2 separate regions of the Mus musculus genome follow, and region 1 is linked to region 2. The links are chromatin contacts, called in public Hi-C maps. All regions are on one chromosome and are shown on one strand. The core of a region is the stretch at or near the end of the contact, and the rest is flanking DNA. Distances in the headings are between cores, read along the strand shown. Region 1 overlaps Nfib (nuclear factor I/B). Region 2 has its middle 62 kb from the start of Mpdz.

Region 1 (3,144 bases), core at 308-2,807, 880 kb after region 2:
AATATCTTTAGAACATTCTTTTAACAAAATCACAGATACAATTAAAATTTTATGATAATGGAAATTTGAAATTATTCTTTATGCTAATTTTACATGATTTTCTCATGGAAAACAAAAAAACAAAAACAAAAACAAAAAACTTCTTATAAATCCAAAGTCGCATGCTGCATGTTGAGAGAGTGGAACTCCCCAGTATAGCTAAAATGCATGCAGTCAGGCTCAGGTCTGAAACTAAAGACCAGACGCACCTTACACTGAAGACCGGGAATCAAAAGTCCTGCAAAAACCACTTTATAAAAACATAACCATTCAGTAGAAACTTTCTTAAAACATAGTGGGTAAACTATAAAAGAACAGAAATTACCAGATTTTTGTTTGGGGGTACTCTGGGGGCAGGGAATGTTTATTTTAAAAATGATTAAAAGGTGTTTAGCTTTTCAAATGCCTAAAACATAAAGCTAAGCATGTGTTTGAATCAGTTTCTAAGGATACAATAAATAAATAAATAAACAAATAAATAAACAAATAAATAAGATCTCGCGGCTCAGGTGAACAAAGATGGCTGCGGTGAGAAGCCGTTCCCGCTGTTGCAGAGGCCTCCACACAATCACATCTTGTCCCAATCCGACTGCCTGCCAGAACAAGACAGGCAGCTGACCAATTATGGCTGTTGATCTATACAGGGCCCCTTTGTTCTCCAACAATGTCAGGGTGCACACGTCCGGGGACACATATTTACCTGGAGGATTCTTGGCAGGATCACTGTGGCTTGGACTTCCTGATTGTCCAGAATCTGTAAAGAAATCACAGAATATGTTTTCTTTTTAATTTGTTATGAAAGAATTTCACAATACTTAGTAGAACTTTAAAAAAATTTTTTTAAGGTACAACAATGAGGTGAAGTGTTTAAATAAAGTATACTTTCCCAAGCTGTTCCATAGGAACATTTTATTCACCAACCTAGATAAATGTCTATACATATTTCTTCTCAAAGGGAACAATTACTGGCCCATAATGCTTTGAGGGTGGAGGAAGGTTTTCCTGCAATGAGAGGTCTGGCCACAAAGCCACTAAAACCGTTTGAAGGTTAGGCAAATAGCAAGGCCAGATAGTAGAAATCTGAAATAAAGCAGATACTGTCCCTTAAAAGATACAATCTAAAAATAATTAAGAATGCTTTTAAAAAAACCCAAGACTATGCATTTCTTCAGAGAGTAAAAGACAGAGAAACAAGAGCCGTCTCGTCTGGGTTTTCACAGGCAGGTTCAGCTATCCACTCCAGTAATCCCCCAACCTACTGGATCCCGGCCCAGTTCTGCCTGCATCCCATAATAGCAATCGATTTGCAAACACCAGGAAAAGCATAAATTACTAGGTAGAAAACCAACATGGCTTTGCGGAGAGCAAATTGTTGGATCAATTTAATCTCCATCTGCGAGATACAGGCAGGCTCTTAGATAAGGTGGAAGGGACGGCCACCTTCATTTCAGAGCAGCTCTGTCCTATGTCATTCCTTACCAACACCACAGAAAGGGCTCAGAGGACAGGCACTGTCAGCCAGTGTGCCTGCCCTAACCCATTTACGGTACTGTGTTTGGCTTGATCCTCTACCTCCATGAACCCTCTGCATTTATCTGCGTCATCTGGCCTGGGTTCTTACACACTTACTGGCAGAGAGTTGCTATGAAATCTTTTATTGGCTCTAGCACATAGGTTTTGTCTCCATAGCTACACCACACTAGGAAAGAAGGGGCAGAGAGCCTGTCTACCTCTTTGTCTTCCTGGGGCCGTTCATGGCGTGAACACACTAGGCTTGCAGTATATGCCAGAGAAATGGATGGCACAGATTCAGCAGCCTTCACTGCTTGCCTACAAAAAGGCAATTTTGAGCACAATAGTGAATCTCAACAAAACGTGGTACTGGTGGTGTCACCAACTGCTATAAACTCATAAGTCTCTTCCTCAAAACCTTGCCCTTATACTTGAAGCAAGGAAGGGATTAAATTAAGCAGAAAAGCAGACTCCTTTTGTTGTTGATCAAGCTACGTGGTTATGCCAGGAAAGTGGTTAACATACTACAACTGCTCTTCAATCCTAAAGGTCGGAACACCCTGCTAGTCTATGCCTGTATAAAACTTGGTTATTCATTTCTGCCTTTGACTCCTGCTTCCTAGGTCAGACTTAATGGTGAAGAAGAATATAATCCCTCTATCCTATTTCCCTTTTTTCCCTTTGCTCTACAGTAAATTTCATGAAAACAGCACGGTTATTTTTGTGATTCTCACAATGACCTTCACCATGATTCTTACTTCACAAAATGGAGGAAAAGAAACTGGAAAGATCTGACTGCACTGGCTAGCTTCTCCTGCAGCCAGAAGCCAGTTCTCTTCTCCAAGATCTTTTCTCTTACTTTTTTTTTGTGGAATTGAGGCAAGACTGACATTTATAAATTAAGAGAAGAGTGTTGTTGCTGTTATTATTGTTGCTGTTGTTGCTGCTGCTGCTGTTATTGTTGTTGTTGTTGTTGTTGTTGTTCCTTTCAAAGAGAAGGCCACACTGGCCACTTTTCAAACTAAGAGTGTAACAATTGCAATGAAGTGTTAAAACTGTTTCGTTTTGTTACTGCCCCTGCTGTTTCAGCTTTGAGCTCACCTCTTGTCTAGTACATAGGTTACCTAAGAGTTTACCTTTCCAAGGGAGTCTAACCTGTTGAGATTCCTACTTACAGGGTCAGACTCAGAGGCCAGACTCTCCATAGTTTTTCGATTTCCTCTCTGGAGCTCCTTAACACGTACAAACTGTCCAACAAGAGACTCTAGAAACAGCAAGAAGGGAAAAGACTGCAGCTGTCCTACGCAGGTGAGTGGCAGGGCAGCCTCACACTAGAAGCCATGGACTTTAAACAGGAGCCTTATCATGTTTGGCTACAATGTCTGCAAAATGTCACCCCTCACCTTCATTGCCTCTACTGCTAAACTTCTGTCCAGTAGAATAAAGACCAGTGTCTCTTCCCCGAGAATCTGCTTATTTGCCAGGGTGCATCCTTCATGTCCACAGTGTCACACGCCCCACTGGGGCAGCCTTTCTCACCCTGCCCCTCCCCTTCTTATGTGTGTTAAAAGTTACATTCTCCTCTCATTTCCA
Region 2 (2,989 bases), core at 246-2,745:
AATGCCTTTTACTTGAGCCACATAGAAAGGACAAACCAGAAAAGATGTTAGCTCTACCTTTCCATATCTTTTAATAACAAACTTCTAACACTGGGAATGAAGGATAAGTTTCATTACTTGTTGACTCTCTTAACATCTGCTCTCTCTCCACTTCTTGCTCATCATTGTCATAAGGTAACCATGGAAATGAGAATCTGGCTTTTATTAACAAAGCCAGGGAAACCTGTGCAGAAACAAGGAGGTAGCCCACCACTCGCTTAGCAGTTGTTGTAAGGCTGAAATACCTTAAAGGCTTTTTCCTTTACACTGAAGTTCTTTTTCTGGTACACATATAAACAGGCCTGCATACCAAAAACATGCAGTCACTGCCTACATTCACTAGATGAGAGTTGGGCCTGCAGCCATACCACCAACAGACTAAGAATTTGCCAAGGCTCACAAAGAAGAGTCAGGCCAGATTTTCTCTCGAAAAATTAACTCTGAAATATCAAGTCAGGAGAGTAACAAGGTGTCAGAACGTACTCCAGGTGACTCCAAGATATGACGAAGTCCGATGGGTTCAGGCTGCAGTGGGACATCTCTGCATTACTTCTTGTTAATCTCTATATTTTTATGGGCAGTGAAATTCTGGTAACCTTCAACAGGGTGCATCTTTTTTTTTTCTGGGTTTTTGTTATTCCACTTTTACATTATTTCCCTTTCTTTTTTCCAATACACTATTTTGAACCTTAATTATATTTGTGTTTTCTTAGCCAGGTGATCAATCTTCATCTCTCCATTCTATGATATTCATTTTATTTCTTACTCTAAGTCAAGCTTGTAAATCCCTTCTTGCTACTTCCTGCTGAGTTTAGCTCCTAGCTCTAAGCTTTTCGTCAGGTTCCTCACCTGGAGTCAATATGCTTTGCTATTCAAGCATTGACACAGGACTGCAAGTCAAGATTATCGCAGAGCCATTCAGCACTATATTCTAGAGAAAATGCTAGAATACTTTCCCCAAAATATTCTAGACAAGAATTTTATTCAGATAAGATTTATCAGTATGAATGTGAAGTTTTCGAGGATTTGTTTTAAACCTGAGGACCGTTATCTGTCTGCCTCTCTTACTGCTCCAATCTGTGGTCCTTTTTCATTTCTATTGCCCCATGGCTGACTCTTCTTTCCAGGAAGTAACAACCTTCAGTTTGCTTTCTCTGTACTATCTCCTTCCTGGTGCTTCTTCAACAACTAACCATACTTCTCCATGAACAACACATACACACACATTAGTTAACATGCTGCTAGAATTCTCCCTGCCGCACAGTGGGGAGTGCCTCTCTGAGTGTTGTGCACATCCTAATTTCCAGATTCTGTAAATTAACTGGGTTGGCCCCAAACAATTTATATAGATTCTTGCAAAAAGAGGAGACTTTTCTGGCTGCAGGCAGAATGAGGTTCAGCAACAGAGAAAGGTCAGAGAGATGTGAATGGTCAGGTTTTACAGAGAGGAAGGCAGTCACAAGGAATGTGATCTCCCACGGGTGAAAAATTAGTGTTGTTGAAACTACTGACCTTCTGATAAATCATTAACAGAAGCAATGAAAACAAATGTACCTGGGTTCAAATTCCACATTTACTAAAATGATTATAAATCGAGACCATCAAAACATAGGATTTTTAAAGCTCCACTCTAATGGCAAGATTGCTCTCCCAGGCTAAGCTATCTTCCTTCGGAGGCCAAGATACTGCCTAATTACTGTAACGAATGAATATAAACTAACATGCTAATCAGTTTCATCCCGTGAGCTCAGAGAATTTTCAAGTATGACAAAATAAAGCCCTTAACGGATATTTTAGCTCACCGCTTAAGTGAAATAATTAAGTTGATGTAGAGAAACATAAAGTCAATGACTAGGTGGCTTGTACATATGAGCTGTTAAATGAAATTTTCCTGGTCAAATCTCCATTTAACATATTTTAAAAAATAAGGTTAGAATTAAAAAAGAGACTATCCACTCAGCAGCAGTGCACAGTTCATTAATTCACTCCTATTTATTTATTCAATAGCTCTTAAGTACATATATTATCGGCCATAAATAATTAAAGGCAGGTGTAGAACTGTAGACTCTCTCTAGCTTGTAAGAATTACACGAGGAAACAGAATTAATTCCCTTGACCTGGTAGTTCTGAGGAAGTAAAGGCAGGCCTGTCACAAAGGAAGCACAGGGCTTTTATAAAGGCAAGAGGGGAAAGACATGCACATGTCACTGATGACACCTTCACATAATTAACAACTGAAGCTTGAGGTTGCCCACTTCAGAGACTAAGCAGTCAATTAGAAGTATTAACTGAATACAAACTGTGTGTCCGATTTGGGGTGTCTAACAGCATAGGCTATGTCGGTGAATACAAACTGTGTGTCCGATTTGGGGTGTCTAACAGCATAGGCTATGTCGGTGAATACAAACTGTGTGTCCGATTTGGGGTGTCTAACAGCATAGGCTATGTCGGTGAATACAAACTGCGTGTCCGATTTGGGGTGTCTAACAGCATAGGCTATGTCGGTTTTACCTTTTGCTTCTGGAGGTTAGCTATGGTTCTGTTTCTCAAGGAACACAGACATGGAACAAGTAATTACCTATTAAACACAGGCCAAGAGGACGTGTGTGCAAATAGGGTCTCGATTAAGAATCAGAGACTTGAGGCACCAGTGAGCTAGCTCCAGGCGTAAAAGTTTTGTTGCCAAGTCTGACAACTTGACCTCTATCCTCCACTTGGTGGAAGGAAAGAACTGAACCCTGCAAGTCCAGATTCCACATTCACTCTGAGAGCCATGCACAATAAATATCTGATTTAATAAAAAAGAATTTAAAAAGCATCAGAGGGCTGGTGAGATGGCTCAGTGGGTAAGAGCACCCGACTGCTCTTCCGAAGGTCCAGAGTTCAAATCCCAGCAACCACATGGTGGCTCACAACCATCCGTAACGAGATCTGACGCCCTCTTCTGGAG

Evidence for each region. Hi-C and Micro-C count contacts between places; a contact is called where the count stands out from the background.
Region 1: a contact with region 2 is called in a Hi-C map of liver, with 4 times the contacts expected there. The contact joins two enhancer-like sites. A contact is called at or near these places in 6 of 484 Hi-C or Micro-C datasets (the N1E-115 cell line, cerebral cortex and liver) and 4 of 115 datasets of contacts at active chromatin or transcription factors (astrocytes, fibro-adipogenic progenitors, kidney and 1 more).

What each region holds. Positions count from the first base shown.
Region 1 is chr4:82,382,869-82,386,012 of GRCm38.p6, forward strand. It overlaps Nfib (nuclear factor I/B), which reads right to left. Exons shown (of 12, transcript NM_001113209.2): 3 at 740-793. Among named protein-coding and RNA genes, the nearest start is that of Nfib, 120 kb to the right of the region's middle. Within about 2 kb of position 1,558, at least 88 of the 459 cell types and tissues checked have an H3K27ac peak or open chromatin away from gene starts, as enhancers often do. A contact at or near this core is called in kidney and liver, where this site is marked.
Region 2 is chr4:81,503,781-81,506,769 of GRCm38.p6, forward strand. No RefSeq gene overlaps it. Among named protein-coding and RNA genes, the nearest start is that of Mpdz, 62 kb to the left of the region's middle. Within about 2 kb of position 1,496, at least 8 of the 459 cell types and tissues checked have an H3K27ac peak or open chromatin away from gene starts, as enhancers often do. A contact at or near this core is called in kidney and liver, where this site is marked.